Regions from separate parts of the Mus musculus genome. Here region 1 is linked to region 2. The links are chromatin contacts, called in public Hi-C maps. All regions are on one chromosome and are shown on one strand. Each heading gives the region's core, a stretch centred on a gene start, on an enhancer-like site or on the middle of the called end of the contact. The rest is flanking DNA. Distances are from core to core; before and after follow the strand shown. Region 1 holds the start of Ephb2 (Eph receptor B2). Region 2 overlaps Ephb2 (Eph receptor B2).

The links. Hi-C and Micro-C count contacts between places; a contact is called where the count stands out from the background.
Region 1: a contact with region 2 is called in a Hi-C map of cerebellum, with 2.2 times the contacts expected there. The contact joins the promoter of Ephb2 here to the enhancer-like site in region 2. A contact is called at or near these places in 6 of 39 promoter capture datasets (the HPC-7 cell line, cranial neural crest, embryonic stem cells and 3 more), 5 of 484 Hi-C or Micro-C datasets (bone marrow-derived macrophages, cerebellum, embryonic fibroblasts and 1 more), 24 of 115 datasets of contacts at active chromatin or transcription factors (the HPC-7 cell line, the NIH/3T3 cell line, the SCID.adh cell line and 16 more) and 2 of 9 other capture datasets (adipose tissue and pancreatic islet).

What each region holds. Positions count from the first base shown.
Region 1 is chr4:136,831,593-136,837,931 of GRCm38.p6, forward strand. It overlaps Ephb2 (Eph receptor B2), which reads right to left and starts at 4,420. Exons shown (of 16, transcript NM_010142.4): 1 at 4,178-4,420. The coding sequence starts at 4,238. Gm31536 (a long non-coding RNA gene) reads left to right here and starts at 4,343. Exons shown (of 5, transcript XR_881502.3): 1 at 4,343-6,294.
Region 2 is chr4:136,713,956-136,720,313 of GRCm38.p6, forward strand. The region is part of intron 3 of Ephb2 (Eph receptor B2); the gene reads right to left. Among named protein-coding and RNA genes, the nearest start is that of Gm52708, 82 kb to the right of the region's middle. Within about 2 kb of position 2,941, at least 17 of the 459 cell types and tissues checked have an H3K27ac peak or open chromatin away from gene starts, as enhancers often do. A contact at or near this core is called in cerebellum and embryonic brain, where this site is marked.

The DNA.
Region 1 (6,339 bases), core at 3,170-5,669, 120 kb after region 2:
CTGATAAGAACTCTCAGATGCTGGGGTTTAAAGTGAGGTTTTGCTTTCCTTGACTAAGGCATACACAAAAGCTACCTCCTCTGAAGTGAGAAAGAGCAAAAACAATCGCACCCAGGAAACAACTGCAAATTTACCCCATATTCACCAAGGCTCGGAGCAGGTCAAGCTCCCAGCCCTTATCAGAAAGGGTCCATATGGCCTTTTGGCTAAACTGTTCTGTCCCACATACTCAAAACACTTCCTTCCAGCCCCGTTTGAGCCATCCCCAGATTTTCCCTCTCCAGGAAGGCTCCCTTGGTTTCCCCAGTTCTTTCCCTCCCATGCTTGTCCCAGGCCCACTCACTGAGCACTCTATCCATCGACTGTGCGGTAGCTGACCACGCACTTGCCCTTGAGTATCATAGCAAGCAGCTCTGCACACTGGGATGCTACGGCCAAGGCAGCAGCTTGAGTCACTGCCTCCTGAGGTTCATGGTCCAGAGGGCCAGGCACCATGAAACAAGGAAACCAATATGGTTGTTACAAAGTCAAAAGAAGCTGGTAAGATACAAAGTATCCAAAGGCTTCTTGGAAAGTATAGTGTTTGAGCAGTTTTATGTTCCATAACTCTGGACGTTCAAAAGGTCCAGGGAGTCTGCGCCTTCAGGGAACTCAGAGTCCAGACCAGCCTTCCTCTGCAGGACCAAGTCTGGATATTCTCAGCATCCCCCATCACTGAAGTCATCCATCTTCCCAAACACAAATCTGGCTAGGTCCCTCAATAAACAAGTCAAGAACCTTCAATGCCTCCCTCTCCACTTCCCTCAACATCTTAACCTTCCACCCCAGCCTTTCTGCATCTGCCTGGTCTTCCTTCTAAGTCTTGGCTCCCACTAGTGTCCTCGGGGCACACTCCCTTAGGTCACACCCAAGGAAATGCCAGATCATCGGGCTCCCGGGCCTTTCCATATGCTGCTAGCTTGCCTGGCAACATTTTTCCTCTTCCTCACAGTCCCAAAGTCAACTGCCTCAACTCTGAAGAGACCAATCTGTGAAAAAAAAACCCACCAAAAACCACCAGGTGGCTAAGAAAGTTCATTGCCGGGAGAGTGGGGAGTGAAAAAATGAACCGGCAGCACAGAGCCATAAAAGAGGAAACAACCCTTTTCCAGCCCAAACTGCACCCCCAGGTGGCCCTCAACTTCCTCCTGGCAGTGCTAGGGGACACACTTCACACATTCGCTCTTGCCAACGATTTTCTCTGTCAGCCTGTCCCCTGTCTCCTTGCAGGCCCCAGGGTCCAGCACCAGCCAGCCAAAAAGGAAGCACCATCAATATTTGGAAAGCAAACGAAGGGCTGTGAAGGGGAGAGACCTCTGCCTTTACATTCCATCTAGTAGTGAGTCGGCCACCATCCTCTGTCAGATGTGTCCCTGGGCCCAGCTCCAGATGTTCAACACTTTGCTTTTCCTGGAGGGGGTCTTGTGGTTTGGGCGAGACATTATGCTCACCATTCTTGCCGGGGGTGGGGGGAACCACTCCCCGGCGTGCGCACGCACACACATACGTGCACATACACACGTGCACCTCATCTCCTCGCAAGCATTCCACAGGCTAGAGCTGGAAATCCTTAGGCTGTAATGCTCAGGGCAGCCCCGTGATGGGCTAGGAGACAGAGCAAGCCAGAAGAGAAAGAAAGGCAGGCAGTGGTGGTCTTACGGCTCTGGATGCTGGAGGCCAGGGCTGTCCTCCCTGGCCTCTGGCCTCCATACTGTCCCACAGACGGGGCTGCATCTTGGAGCATCCAATGTGCCCCAGATATGCTATAGGCAGTACCACCTACTCTTCCTTTCCAGGACAAAGGCATACCCAATTCTTACAGTTGGATTATTTCTCCATCCACTATTCAGTAGGATGTTTACGATCACACAGGTGAGACAGTCACTGTGATCACCTTAAGTGACAGAGGAGAAAAAAAAGAGGCTTGGAGGAAGGATTTAGGGATGGCTGGTATAAAGATGGAATCCACAGAGAATAGCCAGAGGCCCTACCTAGGGAAACTGAGGCTCCTACAGAGAAGGCAGCTACCCCAGCGTCCCGAGAGAATTACAAGCAGTCCCCTGGGGTCCACCTCATACCTTCTCTCAGTCCAATATGAGCTAATCATGATGAATTAAATTCTCCAGAGTTCTCCTACTCCTGCCCCCAAACGGGCAACCATCCCGTCTTGTGACATCAGCTGCCAACCAGCTCTGTGTCCAGGGCCAGGGCCCAGCCAGGCCACAGCCCCCCCAGATTCTAACCACCCACTTGCCAGAGCTGGACAGACGTGGCCCTTCCATCTACCCCACGGTAATTAAAAACACACTCGGGCCTTCTCAAACGCACAAGAGAGGCCAATTTTCTTCCCCTCCAGCCCCACTGACTGCAACCTAAATAGCAATATTTATGCCAAGCTCCCCATAATACTGTAAACATCCCAACGTATAGCGGGCCAGCACATGAGTCATTTCCCCAAAGCCGGAGTAATACGCGGTACACCAACCAGCTCCCAGGGAGCTCCCCGCCAGCAGCCGGGCTCCACGGCTGCCCTCCACACCCAGGGCCCGTGGCACCCTCAGTGCCCTGGCCACCCCACTCTGGGAAACCGCAGGCAGCCGCCAAATCCTGCAGGAGCCGGAGGACAGCTGCCTTGGTGCCAAACACTATGGCTGCCATCCAAGGACCCCCCCCCTTCTCCTCCCCACTGCGGTCACTAAAATGCTCATTACTGGGAAAGAAACTAAGTTATAGCACGGGGTCCCCCACCATGCCTGGAGTGGCTGTGCCTGGAGCCCTCAAGGCTTCTTCACACCTCACCCCAAAGTGACCCAAGAATAGGGCACTCTGTGTCTCACCCCTCAAGCCCTCGGTGGCACACTCCTAGAACGGGTCACCTTCTTTAGGGGTAAGAAAACCCAGCCAGTTGTTTGAAAGACCTCAGACTCAGGGCCTATTTTTATCACCCAATGGCTAGGGCTGAGACAGGATTTTTCTGAACCCGCGGTTTCCCTATTTGCTAAAAACCAGTAAAAATTCGACCCATCTGGCTTCCCGGAAGACTTCTGAAGGATTCAACACAGATTGTCGGCCGGCAAGCACTTTGCAAAGAAGGCTTCAAGTACCTTGTCAACCGTGCAGCACGCTGTAAACCACGGAGAGCAAAGTACTTCATAAACTGAAGCGACTGGCAAACTGTAGAGCACAGTACACGTGAGAACCATTATTAGGATTCACGCCTGGTCCTTCCAGCCCGGCCATTCCTGGTGGACACACCCAGACCCCCACTAACAACTTTTCCTCCAAAGCCAGCGAGCTGCGACCACCTGGCAGCCACTCCCGCCCCCGGGGGGTCGGGTGGTACCACAGCGCGAGGCCTCGGGGAGAGGCCCAGAGACCCAGGCCAAGGCCAACAACACATGGCAAAGCATCTGGTCCGGTCTCTGACGGCAGCTGGAGAGTTCTCGGGGCTCCAGACTCCACGCTGAGCTCTGTCGCCCACGGGGCGGTGGCCCGCGGAGGTACCCGGAGAACCCGGCGCGCAAGAGTGATGCCCATCGCCCCATCCCCCGCTCAGTCCTGCTGGGGAGGGGACCCCATTGTACGCCGCGAGCGACCGGGCGGGCACGGACGCGAGGGTGGGGGACACGCGCGCTTCGCTCCACTCCACGGGTGCCCCTGCTCTTCGGGTGGCCCAGGCTGCATCCAAGGGGGCGCGGCCAGGGATCCCCAATCCTTGGCGCGGCCGCGGTGCCTCCCTCGGAACGCTCCCTGCCAAACTTTGCAGCACCCACTGCGCGCCGGGCCCGCGCCCCTGAGCTCGGTGCCGAGGCATTGCCGGGCTCTGCGGGGATGCGGGGACCTCGGTGGCGGGCGCGCAGTGGTAAGACCCCCCAGCCCTGGGCGGCGCTCACCCGGCTGGCTACAAAGCCTCGGCAAGATGGTCCCTTCGCCTCCTCCTGGCACAGTCAATCAGCGCCCGCCGCTCGCCCGGGCGCCCGCGGGGCCCCGCGTCTTTCCCAGCGGTGGCCGCCGGCCACACCTCCCCGCGGCCACCTGCGCCCGGCACCGGCCCCCGGGCAAACTTTGCGACCGCGGGGCCGAGTGAGGGGGCGACCCGGGGCCGAGGCGGCCGCTCCCCGCCCCCATCCCCGCTCACCTTCCACGGCGGCTAGCAGCGGCAGCAGCAGCAGCGCGGCCCCCAGCCTGCGCACGGCCATTGCTGCGCTGCCCGGAGCCTCCGGCCGCGGCGCCGCGGGGACCCCCGGGCTGGAGCGCGCGCCCCGGGCTCGGGGGGCCGGCGGGGAGCGGCGGGGCGCGGCGCACACACACACGAGCCGCCGCCGCCGCGCAGCCAGCAGAATGAGCCATCCAGCCCGGGCAGAACGGGGACCCGGGCTCCGCCAGCGCTGGGCACGGCCCACCTGAGCCGCGGGCGTGGGGGGAGCCGGGGTTGGACTGCCAATCCTGTGCCTCTGCCCGGTGCACCCACGGGTTGCACCACGCCCGAGTCATGATCTTCTAAATCTTTTGAGTCCCTTCGGATGGGGCAGCAACCGTGTTGGAGCATCGTGACCCCACTCACCCGGGTGTCCGGGACCCCGGAATCCCCCCCGCGCAGCAGTGGTCTCTCCCGGCGCTGTGGCTCCTCCAGATAAAGCAGCGATTTCAGCCCAAATGTTTCTCAATTTTTATTGAATGCTGCAAAGCCGAGATCGTCTGGCGCGGCTGACAGGAGCAGAGAGAGGGGACCCGGGGCGGGGGGGCGGAGAACGAGGAAGGGGCTGCCCAAAGCCGGGGGACTGGCCCTACCTGTCAGGACTGGGAGTGCCACCCCCTTGCCTGAGCCCTGCCACCCGCGTCCCTGCGGCTTCGAAAGGGACTGAACTGCAATGAATGAGGGGGGGAAAGAGGGGGGAGCTGGGAACAAAACAGGCGGCTTTCCCAGGCTCTAGGGTTGGGCTGGGGCCTCTGCCTGGGAGAGTGGGCCTTGGCGCTCGCCCGCGGGCCCGGGGTTCTCTCTGGCAGGAGTGGCGGGCCCTGGCAGGCAGACCCCGGGCCTTCCCTCCTTGCCTTGTTGTCTTGCGCGAGCCCACCGGCCCCTCCCCGCGGACCTTCCCAGCCGCACATTGTATTTCTCCTCTGTTGATCTGGTTCCCGGTGCAGTTTGCGAGCAGGGGTGTGGAGGAGGCCCGGGGGTGGGGGGTGCCTAGCGACAGCCCCTACTCCACCCCTCGGTGGAATGGACCTGTCTGGGCTGCTCGGTTTTGTGCATAGCTGTCCCTTCGGGGAGGACACAACCCCTTGTTCCATTTCTGCGGGCCCAGCCTGCTCTGACAGCCTTCATCACCATCATCATTAGCGGGCTTGCTGAGACCGGTGGTGGGAGGACTGGAGGGATCCTGCGGGAACCACCCAGGCAGGGCCCCTAGCCTTTGGGACCCGCGCTCCTGAAAACACACTTAGCCAACAGCACTGGCCATGATCATTGCAGTGGGTGGAAGAATGCTTTAGAGAGACAAGCTGTTAAAAGTCCAGTGCAGACCTCTCCAGTCCCTTTGTCCCACAAACTAACAAAACGTCCCAGAGATGTCTTCCCTTCAAGGCCCATCAGACAGACTGTCCTGAGACACCAACTGAGGTTTGGAAATTTGGGGCACCCTTTGAAGCATTGAGAGTCCATCAGAAATGAACCTCAGCCTGGGAGGCCACCTGGAAATGGTGGGCCTCGAAGGTTGCAAAGGAGGCAGAACAGAAGTGAGCCGGGGAGAATAGAAGACAACAGGGAAGATCACCCTCTCTGCCAACACCTTCCACTCCGTGTTGCCTGCAGACTCCTGCCTGGGGTAGAAGTTAATTGGGTGCCCTGGCTTTTTTTTTTTTTTCTCTGTTTCTCCTCATCAGACAAACCAAGGGGCTTAGGATTTGGTGGACTCTGAGCCTTTTCTCCTCCATCCCTGGTGTATACAGGTGGCCCCTCCCCATTTCCAGAAACATTTATGGGCCATCTATTACATCCTGGGTGGATTCAGCTCTGCTTTCTTTCTATCCCCTGGGGACCCTTGTCACCATCCACCCACCCCTAGCAATTGCTTCCTTCTTGATTTAAAATCCTTTTTGATTCAAAATACAAATACTAGATTTTAGCATCCTTTGAGAACCCGGGTACCAGGGATGAGGCTCGGGGCTGTTCACGTTTCCAGATTTTCCTCTCCTCCATTGTCACAACTCTGGTGGCAGGTGCAGGCCATCTCAGGTGATGAGACTGAGGACCAGGTAAGTCATCTGCTCAAGGCCAAATAGCGCATCGGAGCTAGGATT
Region 2 (6,358 bases), core at 1,691-4,190:
GGCCTCCCAACTGTGCTTCACCTGGCCTCACCCCATTCTTAACCACTCCTCCCCAGGCCTCAGTTTTACCACCTGGAAGTTGGACACAATGCTCTCCTTCCTGAGGTAATCAAGAAGACGGTTACCACCCAGGAGACACCGGAAACACTGCTGAGGGTTCGGGAAATGTGTGGTACATGTCAGAAGACAGCTGTTACTGTCTTGTGGTATGGTAAATTGGGCTGGCCTTGAATTTGCTTGCCTCAGCCTCCCGAATGCTGGGGTGACAAGCCTGAGACACCTTGTTTGGTTGCATATGTTATGTATTCTTCCTGTGATCTCCTCTCCCTGGGCTGCTCTCTGCCCTGGACCTTGGCTGTCATACTGGATAGCCATCCTGCTGCCCTGGTGAGCACCTAGAGGACCCCAGTGCATCTCTTCAGAAGAAACAGCACTTTGGGGGTTCAAAGCCAGCCTCAGCTTTTACTAGCCAAGGTCTTCAGAAGATCCTCTGGTCCTGAAAAGGATATCAACACTGCTTTAAAAACACCAAGGCAGATATCAGGGGGTCACAGACCCTCATCTCTCTGCCCTTTGCCTTTGAGTAACCTTGGGGGAGTTGCTTGAACCTCCAGAGCTTTGGTTTTTCTCAGTCGTGAAGTGGGGACACTCCCTAGCAGAGCTTTGCATAGAGAGAATAAAGTAAGATTGCAAGTGGGAGGCACCATGGGCAGGCGCGGACTCAGTCGACGGCCATTCACAACATCTGTCTTTCCTTAAATGAATCATTCACTCAGCAGAAATGACACGCCTATAGCCAGGACTGATGGTGCACACCTGGACTCCCAGCCACTCAGAGACTGAGGGGGCAGAATTACAAGCTCAAGGCCAGCCCAGGCTACAGCATGAGTAAAAACAGGATCTGGGTTGCAGCTCAGCTCACCTTGTGTGCACATAGGAAGCCCTGAGTCCAAGCTCCAGCACACTGGAAACTGAGTTTGGTGCACAGGAGGTGGACTCAAGACCAGGAGACTACAGCTCTCCTTGGCTGTGCATCAGGTTTGAATCCACATAATAGCTTGCAGAAGAACGTGGGGGGAGGAAGGAAAGAAGGAAGGAAGGAAGGAAGGAAGGAAGGAAGGAAGGAAGGAAGGAAGGAAGGAAGGAAGGAAGGAAGAGAGGGAGGAATGGAGGGAGGGAGGGAGGAAGAAACCAAGAGGGGTGGCTGGAGAGATAGCTCAGTGGTTAGGAACACTTGTTCTTCACGCAAAGGTCCCAGGCTTACTTCTCTACACCAACGTGGAGGCTGACAATTAATCTGTAATTCCAGTTCCAGGGGCTCTGATGCCTTTTCCCGTCCCCGTGAGCAGCAGGTATACAGTGGCACACAGATAAATACAAGCAAGCACTTAAGCACATAAAATAAATAAAGTTGGAAGAGGCAGGCAGATCTCTGAGTTTGAGGCTAGCTTGGTCTGTAGAGCAAGTTTCAAGACAGCCAGAGCTACACCGAGAAATCTTGTCTCAAAAAACCAAAAACAAACAAACAAACCTTAAAAAGAAGAAAAGATGACCCAATGGGTGTAGCTCGTGGTAGAGCACTTAACAAACCTGAGGCCCTAGGTCCAATCCCCGGTACACTAGCTGCTTACACAATAACATACCACTTAGGTCCTTACATGGGAGCTTAGAGTCATCAGACAAGGAGAAAGAACAAGCAGATATTAACACACACACACACACTCAGACACTCATACACACACTCACACACACACACTCAGACACTCATACACACACTCTCACACACACTCAGACACCCAGGCACACACTCACACAGACACACACACACACACACACTCTCTCTCTCTCTCTCTCTCTCTCTCTCACACACACACACACACACACACACACACTCAGACGCCCACACACACTCAGACGCCCACACACACACACACACACACACACACAAATCTCAGACACTCAGACACACACACTCACTCACACACACACTCATACACACACTCACACACACAAAAATACAGGGAAATTGTTATAGGGTGTGCGGGAAGTGAGGCTTAGCTGCAGTGGGGGTTGGGAGCGCCTCTGAGGGGACCCCTGAGCTGGTCCACCTAGTGCTAATTCAGGAAAGGGATCCATTATGGAGGGAACAGAATTTGCCAGGAGGAGCTGCGAGGCTGGGAGGCTGGGGGCGAGGGGAGGGGGGAAGGGTAGGCTGGGTGGACAAGAGGTTGATGAAGGGGAGGGGGCCTGGTGGGTGGGGTCAGAGCAAGAGGAAGGAGGCGAAGAAGTGGCCCTCTTAGCCACTGGGAAGAGACCAAGCTGGGCTTTCCCTACAGAAGGACCCCATCAGGGTTCTAGCTGGTTTGTGCTCAGAATGGATCCCCCATGTGTTCAGTGAGGAATGGGCTACGGTGAACGGGGAGGCCACCGAGGAGGCTTCACTGTGGCCATGGCCGAGTCGGACATAGACAGGGCTGTGGAGTTGAGGTGTGGGAGGAGATGAGGCTTAACCAGGACTCTGAGCAAGCCCAATGTGAGGGCTAAGAGGTGAAATGATACCGCATCCTTCCGTCTGTGAAGGACCGAAGGCATTCCTCCATGCCTGTCTGCTTTGCACGCGGCTCTCCATGGCCCTCAATCTGTGAGCTGGCAGCCCAGTGAGAGTGGGTAATTAGGCTTCTGGGACAGGTGCCCAGGGGGCCAGCAGAGCCCTGCAGAGCCTGTGGCCATGCCGCTCCTTGGCAATAAGTGGAGAGGGAAGAGAGTGGCTTTTGGCAGCTTCTCATTCCATTTTTAGGGTCCTCCTGCCTCCTTGGAGGGGAACATAGCATCTTACTCCCCAGGGGATGCGGTGCCCCCGACACCCTTTCCTGGAAGCCTCGGATCTGGCCCTGATCCTCTTGGCTCACACTCCTTGCAAACCCAGCCCATGCCAGGAAGGGCTCTATGCATTCAAATAGGACTCCCCAGAGACCCAGGCTCTCTTTCTAGAGTTCGCCCAGCAGTGGGCATTCCCTCATTGTGACAGATACGGCAGGAGCGTGTGGGCACAGCTCACATAGTTGTCCCCGTTCTGATCTCAGTCTAGGGCTCTTCCAGAGCAGTTGGCCTCCCTGCTTCTATCCTCATGACTCAAGAGCTAGGCTGTCACCTTTCCTCTGTGCTGATGAGGATGGTGTGGCTCAGAGCGGGAAGTGGCTGGCTGTTGAGGGATAGGCAGGGGTTGGTGGGAGAACTGGCAGGTCCCCACCTCTGGTGCTGAGCTGAGCAGTGTCTTTGGTACAAGGTCCTCCTTTGACACCAGGTTCCTTCCTGGTCTGCACAGATTTAAACAGCATCAGGTGGTTCTGCTTCAGGGCAGTGGAACAGCAAAGCTGTCTATGGACAGCAGGCCTGGAATGGACACTAATGCACGTCTCCTAAGAAAGCTAAAAGGACTGATGTGGTAGTCACTTAGGTACAATGAGAGAGGCAGCCTAGTACCCTCTGCACTCCTCAGAGGGTTGATGCTGTGCCCATGCATCCATCCATCCATGCATCCATCCACCCATTCATTCATCCATGTATCCATCAATTCATCCATCCATGCATCCATCCATCCTTCTATCCATGCATGCATGCATGCATCCACTCATCCACCCATTCATCCATCCATCCATCCATCCATCCATCCATCCATCCATCCACCCATGCATCCATCCACCCATGCATCCACCCATTCATCCATCCATGTATCCATCAATTCATCCATCCATGCATCCATCCATCCTTCTATCCATGAATGCATGCATGCATCCACTCATCCACCCACTCATCCATCCATCCATGCATCCATCCATGCATTCACCCATCAATGCATCCATCTATCCATCTATCCATCCATCCATCCATCCATCCATCCATCCATCCTTCTATCCATCTCTTCATTCATATAACCATTTGCCCTCTCATCTACCACCCATACATTATCTATTCATCCATTCATCTACCCACCCACTGATCTATCCACATATACACCATCTTCTCTTTCCTACAGCCACCCATCCACCCACCCACTGATGCATGCATGTATGCAATATGTACCTACCATCTATCAATCCACTCACCCACCCATCCATCCACCCAGTCACTCACCTATCCACATTCACACAGACACAGACACAGACACGCACACACACAGACAGACACACACACACACAGACACACACACACACACACACACACACACAGACACATACACACACACACACACACACACACACACACGCATCAGTCGAGATTTACCTTTATCAGCCAGCCAGACACCATGCCAGGATCAGGTTCAAGTCCCAAATAGTAACAAACAGGACCCTGACTTGTCCCGCCAAGGCTGCGTGCGGCAAGGCCTGGGGTAAATTCTTAGCCGTAAGCCGAGGGAGTTCAAAGCATGGCTGGGAGCCAATGCAGTCTGCACGTGTAGAGCTGGGCTTGGCCCAACCAGCAGGCAACTAGATCAGCATCCTATACACAAGGCCACTCCAGTCTCATCTGCCCTGCTCGGCTCTGCAAAGTCTTATTCACCAGGGCCGGTGACCTCATCTATGACATCACTACCTGACCTCATAGGCTAAAGATTTAGCGCCAAGAAACTTATGTAAATGAAAATCCTGCATTGGACTCCATGAACTGTCTTCTGCTCACTGGAGGAGTATTACTGTCAACATGGCCTCCTTTGAGATGCTTTCCTTAACCACACTGTGTTGGTCTGACTGTGAAATGTCTTGTATCTGAACACGGTCCCCAGTCGCTGGCGCAGTTTGGGAAGGTTGTGAAACCTTTAGAAGAGGCCACTGAGGGTGGGCCTTGAGGTTTTGTAGTTTGGCTTTACTTCCTGTTCACACTTCCTGTTCCCTCTCTGGGCTGGTCTCATGCCCCTGTCACCATGCCTCTTCTCCAAGGGTTTGATCCCTCAGGAACTGTGAGCCAAACACTTTATCCCTTCAGTTACTTTAGTCAGAGCATTTTAACACAGCACTATAAAGATAATTAAGATACACTGTGTCCCCAGCCTGTCTCTGAAGACCCCGGATGCTTCTACATCATAATTGACGCACTGCCCCACCCTGACTCTGAGCATAACCAGGCTTTCTTCACCTTTGTCTTTCATACAAAGCTGGGCATTTGGGGAGCCTCACCAAGAGCATGTGTGGAGGGCAGAGTGGACGAGAACACCTGGCTGTGGGTCCCAGCCTTGACCATCTGGTCACACCTTCGGGCAGTCTGTAAAGAATTTCATCTTGCCTCCCAACTCTGACCAGCCAAGTGACGGCTGCTCCTGTGATTAGGAAAGCTCCTGGAAGCGGTGGGAAGAGGATTAATCTACTGGTAATGCCTTCCCTGGGCTCAAGCGGTGTGAGACAATGGGCACACCTCATCTCCTACATCACAGAAAAGTCACCTGCTCTTTTGTGAACAGTGGAGGAAACAGTGTACAGGTGAATGTAATGTTTTTCACTGGGAGTGGTGGCGCACGCCTTTACTCCCAGCACTCGGGAGGCAGAGGCAGGTGGATCTCTGTGAGTTCGAGGCCAGCCTGGTCTACAGAGTGAGTTTCAGGACAGCGAACGTTATACAGAGAAACTCTGTCTCAAAACCCAAAACAACAACAACACACACACACAAAAGAACAACAACAAAAAAACCCCAAACAAACCCAAAACCCCCAAACCCAAACCCAACCCAAACTAAAAACAACAAAAAGTAATGGTTTAAGTTTAAAATAAAGAGAATATCATGTCCAACAAGATATTCTCTCTCTCTCTCTCTCTCTCTCTCTCTCTCTCTCTCTCTCTCTCTCTCTCTCTCTCTGTGTGTGTGTGTGTGTGTGTGTGTGTGTGTGTGTGTGTAACAGGGGTTTCTGGAATATGCTGGCCTAAGTTTTGCTATGTAGCTGAAGATGACCCTGAAATTCTTTCTGGACCTCCTGCACAGTGGTAGGTAACCCCATTACCTTGTCTACCCAGTTTATGTGGTGCTGGAAATGAAACCCTGGGCTTTGTGGGTAGCAGGCGGGCACTCTTCCAACTGAGCCACGCCTCCAGGCCCCCTTTTGTTCTTTAGCTCCCCCATCCCCTGCGTCTGCAGGTGAGCAATCTAAACTCAATTATATCCAACATTGTGGAACTGTGAGGGCCACACCCTCCTGGGTACACACTTCCTCTGGGGACAGGAGCCACACACTCGCCCAGGGCTTGGTACTCGGCAGGTACCCAGCGAGAATGATCTTCCAACCGTAGTTATCACGAGCCTTTGTAGGGGGAACGAGGCTTATCTCACTTCAGTGCAGGGCAGGAGACTTAAACTGCAAGTGCAGACATGC